Regions from separate parts of the Mus musculus genome. Here region 1 is linked to region 2. The links are chromatin contacts, called in public Hi-C maps. All regions are on one chromosome and are shown on one strand. The core of a region is the stretch at or near the end of the contact, and the rest is flanking DNA. Distances in the headings are between cores, read along the strand shown.

Region 1 (6,289 bases), core at 983-3,482, 110 kb before region 2:
GAGGGAGAAGGAGACCTGCCATGGGCTAAGGGCCAAGAAATTGTGGCTCCGAGCGCTGCCCAATTGGAGTTAAGAGCATCCCAGATGGAACATGGTAAATAGTTAGTGACAACTTAGGGTTATTGACAGGAAAGTAGATTCTAACAGCATGGAGAGTGGGCAACTTCCCAGTTATTGTGTTGCCTAAGACATATTAAGAATGGCAGAGAAGCACCTGAAAAAATATTCAACATCCTTAATCATCAGGGAAATGCAAATCAAAACAACCCTGAGATTCCACCTCACACCAGTCAGAATTGCTAAGATCAAAAATTCAGGTGACAGCAGATGCTGCCGAGGATGTGGAGAAAGAGGAACACTCCTCCATTGTTGGGGGGATTGCAAGTTTGTACAACCACTCTGGAAATCAGTCTGGCAGTTCCTTAGAAAATTAGACATAGTACTAACGGAGGATCCAGCAATACCTCTCCTGGGCATATATCCAGAAAATGTCCCAACCGGTAAGAAGGACACATGCTCCACTATGTTCATAGCAGCCTTATTTATAATAGCCAGAAGCTGGAAAGAACCCAGATGACCCTCAACAGAGGAATGGATACAGAAAATGTAGTACATTTACACAATGGAGTACTACTCAGCTATTAAAAAGAATGAATTTATGAAATTCCTAGCCAAATGGATGGACCTGGAGGGCATCATCCTGAGTGAGGTTACACAATCACAAAGAACTCACACAATATGTACTCACTGGTAAGTGGATATTAGCCCAAAACTTAGGATACCCAAGATATAAGATACAATTTGCTAAACGCATGAAACTCAAGAAGAATGAAGACCAAAGTGTGGACACTGTACCCCTTCTTAGAATTGGGAACAAAACACCCATGGAAGGAGTTACAGAGACAAAGTTTGGAGGATGGACTATGTAGAGACTGCCATATCCAGGGATCCACCCCATAATCAGCTTCCAAACACTGACACCATTGCATACACTAGCAAGATTTTGCTGAAAGGACCCAGATATAGCTGTCTCATGTGAGACTATGCCGGGTCCTAGCAAACACAGAAATGGATGCTCACAGTCAGCTATTGGATGGATCACAGGGCTCCCAATGGAGAAGCTAGAGAAAGTACCCAAGGAGCTAAAGGGATCTGCAACCCTATAGGTGGAACAACATTATGAACTAACCAGTACCCCGGAGCTTGTGTCTCTAGCTGCATATGTATCAAAAGATGGCCTAGTCGGCCATCACTGGAAAGAGAGGCCCATTGGACACACAAACTTTATATGCCCCAGTACAGGGGAACACCAGGGCCAAAAAAAAAAAAAAAGGAATGGGTGGGTAGGGAAGTGGAGGGGAAGGTATGGGGGATGTTTGGGATAGCATTGGAAATGTAATTGAGGAAAATACATAATATATATATATATATATATATATATATATATATATATATATATATATATATATATATAAAGAATATAAAGGCCATATGTGTATGTGTCTTTCATCTGGGAACATAAATCATCTAAGATAGGGAAGAAGCTCCCAGCAAGGATTTTTAATATTTTGACAACTCACCACATGGGCTGCCCCAGAGAGCACTGCACCCCAGCCTTTCTAGGCTTTCTAGGCTTTTTGGTAACCATGAGGAGCCAGCCACTTTCCAAACCATATCCTGTTTTATGTTCGACACACTGCTTCCAAACTGCAAATACACACTATGATGAGTGTCTTTGTGTGCCATTGGCCCAGATAGCCCCCATCCCAGCACTGTCCTCCAAAGAACGCACAGCCTCCCCAATGGCTGTATGTTATCACTGACTCCAAGGAGCCTCGTGCCAAGCAAGAGACAGAACAAGAATTTTAAATGGCACTCTCTGTATCCATAGCCTGGATCAAAAAATGCCTAAAAAGTCATGTTTGAGAAATTCTTCCAAAATTCACAAGCAACCAAAAGTCAGATGAGGACAGCCCTTCACAAACATAGGGGTAGATGGAATATTTAAAGTTGCTCTGTAGAGCCAAAGAGCCAGGTTATTTATTTTGCAGGGTTGATCAATCATTTGTTTCCCTAAAGAATGCCAGGCCTTTAACTACTCATCTGATTACATCTGCAGCAACCACATTACTGCTGCCTTGTACTTAATATTTCATCCACGTGGCTCCCAGCACGCCAGTGGCTGCAGGAGGTTGACTCTCCACCGTGACGCCTGCTGGCTTTGAGGAATCACTCTACTCACCCCGGTTTCACTCACCTTCCCTCCCAGCCCCCAGATTAAAAGGTAAAGGACAGAAATGGAATAATAACTGCTTATTTCTTTTCCTTCTCACTTCAAACAGGAGATTTACTTTCAAAAACCCCATTAAGGGTTTGATATGTTTGCTGAAAAACTGCTACTGACTTAAAAAGCACTAGCAAATTACATTGGCCTGCAGCTCCTGGTGGCTGTAAGGCTTCAAGATAAGGTAAAGTTCTTGTCTCAGCAGCAGGGCTGTGGTCTGAATTGATCCCAGCCCAAGCAGCGATTGCCTTTCCATGTGCGGGGTGGGCAAGAGGGATTCCGATGTTTGTCAGTTGCAATGATAACAACAAATAGGTGTTAAGTACCTACAGGGGAGCTAGACATGGTACCAGATACAGAAGTAAAGGGTTGGGGGGGGGGGTCACTGTCCTCACATCGCTTCAGCCTAGAAGAGAGACAACATAAATCTGCCACTCTTGGGACTGACAGTCCCATTGTTCATTTGGCCTTCTACCTGCCACCCAAGTAATTTCCTACAACATCACTTTTGTTTTATGCTACTAATGATTTGGTCTAGAGAGCCAGCCTTTCCACTGAAGGGAAACAAGGGGACAGAAGTGTGCCGGTCAAATGCACAGAACAAATAAGATAATATCACAAATTGTAATGGCATAGGCTGCCTGGTTTCAATATTGAATAGTGGGACTGAACAAATGGCTCAGTTGTTACAAGCACTGGCTGCTCTTTCAGAGGACCAAGTTGACAGCTCAGTACCGCAATTGTGGTTCACAATGACATATAACTCCAGGTATAAGAACTGACACCCTCTTCTGACCCTCCCCAGGTACCAGGCTCACGTGTTGTGCATACATGCAGGCAAAGCACTCACGCACACAATACAAGACATTTAAATCTTAAGCAGAGGGCACTTTATTATCTTGGATCATTTAGGTTTCTGTGACAAAATACTAAAGCACCCTAAAATGGCTGGCTTATGAACAGTAAACAGCTCTCTCCATTCTGGGGCTGCTGAGTCCAAATGAATGCCAGGCACTAAACGACGCCATGCTTGGTGAAGGCCACTTTCTCTTTCCCAGATGTCCTCACTGTGATGGAAGGGGCACTTGGAATTTTGGAGTCTCGGAGGTTTCTTCTGTTTAAGAACACTGGTGTTGAAACTAGAAAGGCGTCCATGAGAAGGGATGGCTAAGATCTTAAGGTAGCTAATAAACAGAGGGCGAGAAACAGAAGGGAGCCACCTGGAATGGGGCAGGGGACAAAGGGCAGTGTGGAGGGGAGGCAAAGGAAAATAAAGCAGGACACACATGTACAGAGTCACCGAGATGAGATTTACTTTGTTTGCTAATCTAATTTTAAAATTTTTAAAAGCTATGTCTAAACTTTAAACAACAAAATTATGTCCGTGTCCAATCACCCCATCTCTGTCTCTCTGGTTCTGCATTTTTTCCACTTATACCACACAGAACTTATCATCTCACACATTTGACTGTGTTATCTCTGCTTCCCTGCTTTTCTGGGGGGCAAAAGCCAGCATAGAGCAAGCACTTGTGCAATTAGAGAGGCTGAGTTCAGGTCTCTTCAGAAGAGGAAAGGCCACGAAGAGAGGAGTAGCATTAACAGTGTCAGGGATTGGTTCTTGCCCGTGAGATGGATCTCAGTTTGGGCCAATCATTGGTTGGCCTTGTCTGGCCTCAATGAGAGAGGATGTGGTCTGTGCCTGGTCCTGCAATGACTTGATGTTCTGGGGGGAGGGGTGTAAGAAGGATGCTTGGGGGGGGGGGTGTACCACATTCTCAGAGGAGAAGAGAAGGGATGGAGGAGGAGTTGTAAGAGAGGCCTGGAAGGAGAAGGGGGCTGATATTGGGGTGTAAAGTGAATAAGTAAATACATTAATGGAAAAAGGGGGTGGGGGGAGACAGCAGCATTCAGCTTTCACTACAAGATGAGTGCCTCAAGTTCACTCTCTTACCAAGAACCTCTGGTGCCTCCCACGAAGTGTGATCCGCAATCCACAGCAAGGAACTGTTTGCAGCATCTGATTCTCCTGACCCTTGTGACCAGGCTCAGTTAGGAAAGAACCTCTGGCCCACAGCCCAGAGGCTTGAGGCTTCCAGGCAAAACGTGCTCCTCCAGTTGCCTGGCATATCAGTGAAGTGCATTTCTCCAGCTGCAAAGAAGGCCCACAAGAGACAAGGACCCTTGGTCAGGAACAGAGTAAGTACCCAGTCAGTTCTCAATGGATGAACAAGTGAAGATATTCACAAATAAATGTCCACACAACCAGGAAGTTCAGCCTGGCTTTCCCTTTCAGTCAGGTTAATTTGGAGAGATTTGCAGTAAGTGGGTTCTCTTATCCTCTGAGTAAATCTCAGAATAATTTCCAACTCGTTGACTGGTGTGCTTAGTGCCTCCAGTCAACAAAGATTTGCAAGGACTATGAACGAATTGAAGAAGTAAAGATGATACAGACGATATAAAAATACAGAAAACAATAAATCTGAGATGCTTGGTCCCTAAAAATGTGGATTAAATGGACCTATCCAGTTGTTAAAGTCTGTGTTCCCAGTTGCCAAGGCAAACCCTTTGACCTAAAGAAATCAGCCTGGGGATGGAGAGATGGCTCAGGGGTTAAGAGAATTGGCTGTTCTAGACATCCTGAGTTCAATTCCCAGTAACCACATGGTGGCTTGCAACCATCTATAATCTATAACGGGATCCAATGCCCTCTTCTGGCACACAAGTGTACATGCAGGTATAGCACTCATACATTAAATAAATAAATCTTTTTAAAAAAAAAGGAAAGAAAGAATGAATGAGAGAGAAGAAAAGAAAAGGAAATGGAAAGGACAGGGAAAGGAAGGGAAGGGAAGGGAAGGGAAGGGAAGGGAAGGGAAGGGAAGGGAAGGGAAGGGAAGGGAAGGGAAGGGAAGGGAAGGGAAGGAAAGGAAAGGAAAGGAAAGGAAAGGAAAGGAAAGGAAAGGAAAGGAAAGGAAAGGAAAGGAAAGGAAAGGAAAGGAGAGAAACGAAACTTCACTTAAAAAGAAAACCAGGGTTCCTTGTTGCCAGAAGTGAAGGGGCTCTGGTCTAGACATGTACCTGACCCTGCCATGTGTCCTGACCCTGCCCACTGTTGGTAAAGTATTGTGGCTTATACTTCTCTTCCCACCCAGGATGACATAAAATGCAATCAGGGCTTCTCTATTTTCTCATTTATCTTTCCACTCCAAATCCCTCATTTACGAGCCTGTTGTCTTTCGGGTGTTTTTGGAAGCTCCAGCGCTTTGCCGCTGACAGGAGGCTCAGTGAAAAGCAGTCAATGATTTCATCTGATATGTTTGTCTCTCTTAATAGCAAGTCTGGCTCTTCTTGCCAAAGATTTAGGCCTAACCTTTTCTTCTGAACATTTTAGACAGAATCATTTTCAGGGGACAACTCCCTTCCCTCAGCCTTCTAGCTGTTCGCTTACCATGATGCATTGTGCAGCTACACCATGTTTTCTCACAGACTCACCCTGCCCGGGGTATCTAGGCTCTGGATATGACAAAGGCACCCCGGGGCTGCAAAGCAGTGGAGCAAAGCCTTCTCAGGAAGCTCTCACACTAAAGCAGCTCCGAGTCCTTGTTAAGGACAGTGAGTCCCAGCTTAATTGCACATCTATGGCCCTGCTAACTAGGCCCAAGGTCTGAAACAGGACTCAGGGCAATCTTGAAATCATGTAATTTTTCGCCTCAGTGAGCATGCAAATGTATTAGGGGGAGGCAAAGGAGAAAGGGGTCTTAATTCAGAGTCTTCTGAAAATGGCAGTGAATGATAAAGGGAGTTAGATCATAGACAGGAGAGCTGGGAAGTAGCACTGTCTCCCAACCCTTTCCCACCTAAAGCCTTGATGAGGGAAAGATGTGGGCATCTTTCACCTGGGCTGGGCAAGACCTGAATGCCTGGGGATTTGGAGCTCAGTAGTACAGTGCCAAGCATAGTCACTGATTCCCACCCATCACCACAAAGTACTGGGGCTAATGAGAT
Region 2 (6,905 bases), core at 1,734-4,233:
TTTGCACCCAGGTTTGCTCCGAGTCTTCTGTTCCCTTGTAAGGAAGGTTGTCGGGTTCATCCCTGGCTATAAACAGCAATGTCAAAGGAATCACTCTACAAACAGGCACCGTAACTGTCTGGGGAAAACCACTTTGCACTGCCAGAGTTCCTGTCAGGGGAGCTTGCAAGCTTGGTCACACCTGGGACAGAATGGCATTCAGGGAATGAAGCACAGTACAGAGACACTGAGTGGGGTATAAGGCTAAGTCATGAGAAGGTATTAGGAATACAGACAGTGAGTAGTGTTAGCCTGAGTCTGGGGATGTAACGGGCAACTGTTTGGCCTTACAGTGTGGTAGCTCAGGCTGCCCCGAGTCATGCAGACTTTACTGAATACCCTTTAGAGATGACAGGACCCAGACATCACTCCACAGAGACTTCCAAGGCCATGCACAAAAATGGAGGAAAATTAAACATAAGAAATTACATTAAATATATGGACTATGGAGTACAGAGATGAATTTGCAGCTTGTTAGAATGCTAGGAGTGATGAGGAAAGATAGCAGACTTCAAACAGAGGGCACATAGTGTAGGTTGGGACTTAACACTGAGTAGAATGTTCAAACAGAGTGGGGGTTGGTGGGGCGCTAACCAAAGATGTACACAGAGTCCCAGGAGAGAGCAAAAAGTCACCAGGCAAGGCTCAAGCCGTGGCGGTGACAGGGCCCTCCCTCCCAGCTGCCTTGCCTGGGGCAGCCACAGGGGTTAGAAGAACTCTGGAGACAGCATGTCACCACCTAAACTCTCTCCAGGATGTACAGAAGCAGCCAAGCATCGTGACACACTGTTGTACACAGTGCCTGCCCTCTGACAGCATGCTGCGGGAAGAGAGGCACTACTTGTATAAATGGTACTTGCCAGTCACCTTCTGGGATTGAAATGGGAGGAGTCTAAGATCTGGTCGGCTAAATTCAATTTGAAGACAGGCAGGAGACCAAACAGCTCTCAGAGGGAGAAACAGAGCAGAGTTTCACATCAAGGTTTTGGCCAGGCCCACCAAGCAGGAGAGGAAATGGAGATATTAGTCAAGGCATGAGGCTTTTCCCTCCTCTAGCCTCTACCTGCACACTGTCAGGATCAGCTCTAAGTGGAGGGACTCTCCAACAGTCTCACTGTCCAAGAGATAAACTGAGGCCCACTTGCATGTTCTCCCTGGAGAAAAGGGATTCCGGGAGAGAGGTTGTACCTAGCGTGCAGTAAGCACCAGCTTTTCTGAGCTAGAGTGTTTCTAGCACCTCAACTACCATCACAGCAGCATTACCGTCTCCAGGCCCAAAGGAGTCAAGAGCCTAGACCATGTTCAGAGCAAGAGAAAGGTGGAGCAGCCTGGACAGTTCCTGCTGCTTCTGTCTCTTCACCTGTGTCCCCACATGGCTCTCCAGTGTGTAGGACCATGGCCCTAAGGAAGCAGAGTAGTACAAAGTCAGGGGGAAATGTTTTGTGTATCCTTCGCTCCACAAGGTGTTAGTAGATCCCTAGTGTAATGAAATGTGTGCGCACAAATACATGCTATGCATATGTCTACAATGTGAATGGATGTGTGTGTGTGTGTGTGTGTGTGTGGTCTCCATCCTGCAGGAAGCAGAGAGCAGAGTCAACTCCCTTGAGGAAGAACGAAAGAAAAGAAGGTGGAAACCTAAAGGCTTTCAACAATGGAGAATGGGCAAGTGGGTTGGGATGGGAAGGCTGGAATCGGCTCAAGCAGAAAGCTCACAAGGCACCTCTAGACCGAGTTAAATCCACAGTGTTTCTTTGTAGTTCTCTCCCTTTGCTAACTCTCCTGGACCACAATGCAGCAGAATACCCAGGGTCCCTGGCAGAAAGAATGGAGGGATGGGAATCAGAAGCAGTGGACTGTCCTGTGGGCTCAGGGGTTAAAGGTGCCATAGAGCAATACATCCTTCCAAATGCCCTCTGATCCCAACTGTGGCAGCACTCTTGGTTCCTGTACTCCTGAAGGAGAAGAATTTCTACAAGGACACAGACAACACTAGCAGCCAAAATTTACTTACAGCAAGCACAAAAGTGCAATTGAGCTGGTATATGCCAGAGAGAGAACCAGCCTTGCCCAGTATCTTCAGTGCCATCTCCCTTGAGGTTAGGATTGGTCCTTCCCTGCCCTACGGCTGTGGTCCAAGATGCTGCCCCCCCCCTCTCTCTCTCTCTCTATATATATATATATATATATATATATATCTCCAAGGTCTAGAAATTGTGTCAGTCTGTTAACACTGAACTGAATTAAATATTGGAATGTATATTAAAGTGTAGCTATCCATAAAGTCAAGAAGTTTATGGAAGAGAAATAGAGCCAGATACTAGAGGAGGGGCTCTGTGGGAGTAGAAGCCTACTAAAACCAGATTAATCCCCCCACTAGTTCTCTTACAATTATCTTTCCCAGTGCTCCAGACCTTTCTGTTTTAACACTATCATGTGCTTTAACCCTAACAGAGGAGAATGAAGAAAAAAAAAAAAAAATGCCCCTGGCTCCCTCCCAAACCTGACAGCACAATGAATCAAGGTTGTGCCCTGCATTTTCACCAAACCCCCTCCTCACAGGGTTGGAGGCCAAAGTCTCAAAGTACTTCACCCCAGATTCTAATAAGGCCACCTAGACACAGACACAGGTTCCCAAAGTTCCTGAACCCTAGAATATGCCTCCCCACAACCTCCTCTCTGGGAATCCCACCTGGCTGGGTATGCCAATGGCGAGTCCAGAGTAGCGCGCAGCTGTAACCTGAGTCTGCGCACAACAGCCAGTGAATTCATTCCCCCAGGAGTCAGCTCCCCACAGGGCCCAGCTGAGCAGATGCCTGTGCCAGAGCGCCTCTCCGAGCCAGCAAGCAGAAGACTGCTGGTCGCTGCTCCTCCTACACCCTGAGTAAGCACAGGAACTTCCCTCACTGGAAAGGCAGGACAGAGCTGGCTGTGGACACAGATGAGAGCATGCTGGTGGCTTGGGTACCATCTATTTGTTGGGGGAAAATCTGAGCAATTTACACCCTGGGTTGGACGTGTGGCAAAGGCACTCCTGGATCGACACCGCCCTCTGCTGGCCATATGCGGCCATGACAACATCCTTTGGACTGGAACACAAACCCAGGAAGGCCAAGCTTCCCACTATGAAAGGTGGAGAAACAGCAGCCAGTCCCCCCAGCACCTCTTTCAGGAGCATACAAGCTGGACTCAAAGAAGAGGAGACACTTCCTGTACCTTTTCCAGGAAAACCCTCTGTCTTTTCATGGTTTGTATTCCTGCACAAAGCATCAGGACCAAGAAAAAAGTTGGGGTTCCTAGGAAAGAGTTTGTTTGGCTTACACTTCCACATTGCTGTTCATCACCAAAGGAAGTCAGGACAGGAACTCACATAGGGCAGGAACTTGGAGACGGGAGATGATGCAGAGACTATGGAAGGGTGCTGCTTACTGGCTTGCTTCCCCTGGCTTACTCAGCTTGCTTTCTTATAGAATCCAAGACTACCAGCCCAGGGATGGCACCACCCACAGTGGGCTGGGCCTTTCCCCCTTGATCACTAATTGAGAAAATGCCTTACAGCTGGATCTCATGGAGGCATTTCCTCAAGGAGGCTCCTTTCTTTGTGACAACTCCAGCTTGTGTCAAGTGGACACACAAAACCAGCCAGTGCGTCCCGTTCCTGGCCACGCTGGCTTTCAGATGCCAGCCAACACACTAGGCGAGCACTGTACCTCTGAGTCCATCCCTACCCCTAGAGATTATTTCCCCTAGGTATGTGTGGCTCTTTATTACTCTTAAAGACCACCATGATCTTCATTCTGAAATTTTATGGGCCTGGAAAGCAGAAACTATCCCCTTGCAGAAGGGCAAGGTTACTGTCCCACGTTGCCCAAGGCTTATGCGATTGGTTCATGGGCGTGAGGAGCAATGGCCAGCAGCCACTGCAGCTAGAAAGTGCAGTGCAAATCCCTTTCCTAAACATATATGGTTAGGAGTCACTGTGGCTGGCCTGGCCTGAGGTTTGCCAAGTGTCAGACACCTACTGTACCACTGACAGTGGTTCCCGCCCTTGGACTTCAAAAAGACTCTGTGAACCTGGATCACAGTGAGGTTGAACACCTCCTCAAGATCAAGGTACCAAGGGACAGATGAGATTCCAGGGCCAATATGTGTGTGTGTGTGTGTGTGTGTGTGTGTGTGCGCGCGTGCGTGCGTGCGCGAGCTCTCGCTCGCGTACACACACGCTACACAGTCCCCCTCAGGAAAAGGCCTTGCATGTACACCTCTGCTAGAAGGTACACAGCTACTTAAAAGCCTTCCTACAAAATAAAGCCACTGCCCTGCCTTTCTCTGGGCTGTCCCTTCTCTCACGGCAACCTCCTCACATAATCCATCCCACACTCATTATGCTGGCCTCCATGCCCAACTACACACACACACACACACACACACACACACACACACACCAGCAAGTGACGAGTGAAGGCATAAACTGCAGTGCTAGGAGAGATGAGACCCAGGATTCAAAGGAACAATGGGGAGAGGACAGCAAAAGAGATGCCAACACTCAGGCCAGAGTCACGGCCAGTGGCTTTGTCTTTCCTTGAGTACTGCCAGGAGTAGGAAGAGGGTTCTGGGATCCCCCCTGCCCTACGTGGGTATGCATCCCAGTGACAGAGCCCGCTGAAAAATTCAGAAGCTGATGGTATCATCCTCTGTGACAACCAGGGCAAGATGAAACAGGTGGGCAGGGACCATCCTCACACAGGTTCCACTTCCCTGTGGGTCACTCAGAGTTCCCCAATTCTCAGAAACACCTGACATTTTCTCTAGACTCTCTTTTCCCTCTCTTAGGAAAATGGCTTTCAGCCCTACATCGACTGCTGGGTAATTGGAAGACATATAGAAGAGCTACTGGCTTGCGTGGAGGCAGAGTGCTGCCTCCCCAGACCCTGGAAGGATGGAGTACACCTCCCTAGAGCAGTCTATGAAGTAAGCAAACACATATGCATATACACTGTGTCTCAAACCAAGCAGAACCAGTTGATGCTGTTGTGTGGAATACCCAGAGGGTGCAACAACCACTAAGCCATCTGAGAGAGCCTAGAGGGGCCTCTTGTGCCCCCATTTTGTCCACGTTACACACCAAGATGAGTTGCCCCTATAGGACCAGAGCCTGGGCCCCTCCTAATGCTTTATACTTCTCAGCCTCCATCCTCTCCTTATACATCTTCCTTGCCCATCTGTTTTGTGTGGAAGGCCTGCCTGCATACTCTCACAATCACTGGGCATCCATTCCTTCCCATGTGGCCAAACTACCCCATTTTTATGTGCTGGCATTTTACTTAGGGTTTCTATTGCTCTGAAGAGACACCATGACCATGGCAACTCTTATAAAGAAAAACATTTAATTGGGACTGGCTAACAGTTCAGAGGTTTAGTCCATTATCGTCATGGCAGGAAGCATGAAAGCATGAAGGCAGACAGGGTGCTGGAGAGGTAGCTACGAGTTCTACAGGCAGAAGCAAGAGAGAGAGAGAGAGACACTGGGCCTGGCTTGAGCTTTTTGGATCCTCAAAGCCTACCCCAAGTGACACAATTCCTCCAACAAGGTCACATCTCCTAATAGTGCTTATGAGCCTATGGGAGCCATTCAAACCACAGATGGTTTGGCCTTTGGTGAGGATCAAGGCCAAGCTCCAACTAACTCAGGTATCTCAAGACACTTGCTGAGTCTTTCTTTACCTTGAGCTGAGGGTCCCCACTACATATGGTATAGCTTATGAAAGCAGCTTTTGTCTTAAGTCCTCCTTGTTGTAGCCCCGTAAAGCAATTCCCCCTGGAGCTGCAGAGATGCACAAGATTATCACTAGCAGTCTTCCAGGCTCAGCTAGGGTCTACAAGAGATGCCAATGACTCAGATTGAACACTGATTCCTGACTCTGTCTAGAACCAAAAGGGTACATTAGGAAGTTATACACACTTAGATGACAAGAACAGGCCAACAGGCTACATCCCCACTTCAAATTCTAGCTGGGCAAGCCGGGGCCAGCTCCCTGCCCACCTGCCCAGCCCACCTTCTGCCCTACCCTCCCAGAAGATCCATGACCCGCAAAGCTGTTATTAGCGCTTTCAGCTCCATTTAACTACACAAATGGCTTGGTCACAGCTGACTAGTCCCAAATTTGCCCTTGATTTTCTTTTAATTCACCGTGGCTCAGTCCCCCTGTAATACAGGTATAGGAGGTATATTTGTTCCCAAACTCCCCTCCTGGGGTTAATCATGCACAGAACAAAACTCCATTTGAGCCACTTAATGATTTCATTTCCACCCTAGGTTTGAAGGCGCTGTGTCTATAATACTAATGCAGCTCTCCCGCTCCTCATACTCCAGATGCCCGTGTGTGAGACATCGGGGAAGGGGGCTCATCCGCAACTCAGCCACGCCCTCTCAGCCAGGCCTGCCAACCATGCTCATCTCCTCTAGACGGGAAGCCACGCCTATCTTATGGAGTCATTTTAACATCCACCTGCGGAGTCTGTACCTTTCCCCCATAACAGGCTCTATCATCAGCCAGACCCAACCCCTCCCTTATTCCAGACACTCAAAGTCCGGGCCAGTTCCCTGAACATCCCCCTGGCCTTGGGAGTGGTGCCCATGCCTAGTGAACCCCTCCTTCATTTCCAGGGCCTGACAATGCCTCCGCTCTCTCTGTGTCTCAACATTACCTCCTGTAATAAGCTTTTTCTCTCTGGCAGAGAAAACCACCGCACTGCCGCTCCCTCTCGCATGCACTGTTGACTTATTTTCATACCATATTTCATAATCAGTGTGCATGACAGCCTATCTGCCACTGTGAGCTCCCCAGGACATGACACTCTATTCA

The links. Hi-C and Micro-C count contacts between places; a contact is called where the count stands out from the background.
Region 1: a contact with region 2 is called in a Hi-C map of the N1E-115 cell line, with 12 times the contacts expected there. The contact joins two enhancer-like sites. A contact is called at or near these places in 15 of 484 Hi-C or Micro-C datasets (the G1E-ER4 cell line, the HL-1 cell line, the N1E-115 cell line and 7 more) and 1 of 115 datasets of contacts at active chromatin or transcription factors (embryonic stem cells).

Annotation. Positions count from the first base shown.
Region 1 is chr9:27,519,439-27,525,727 of GRCm38.p6, reverse strand. It overlaps Gm30791 (a long non-coding RNA gene), which reads right to left. Exons shown (of 3, transcript XR_379207.2): 2 at 4,236-4,433; 3 at 3,237-3,423. Among named protein-coding and RNA genes, the nearest start is that of Gm30791, 3.7 kb to the right of the region's middle. Within about 2 kb of position 2,232, at least 2 of the 459 cell types and tissues checked have an H3K27ac peak or open chromatin away from gene starts, as enhancers often do. A contact at or near this core is called in the N1E-115 cell line, where this site is marked.
Region 2 is chr9:27,410,304-27,417,208 of GRCm38.p6, reverse strand. No RefSeq gene overlaps it. Among named protein-coding and RNA genes, the nearest start is that of Spata19, 17 kb to the right of the region's middle. Within about 2 kb of position 2,983, at least 66 of the 459 cell types and tissues checked have an H3K27ac peak or open chromatin away from gene starts, as enhancers often do. A contact at or near this core is called in the N1E-115 cell line, where this site is marked.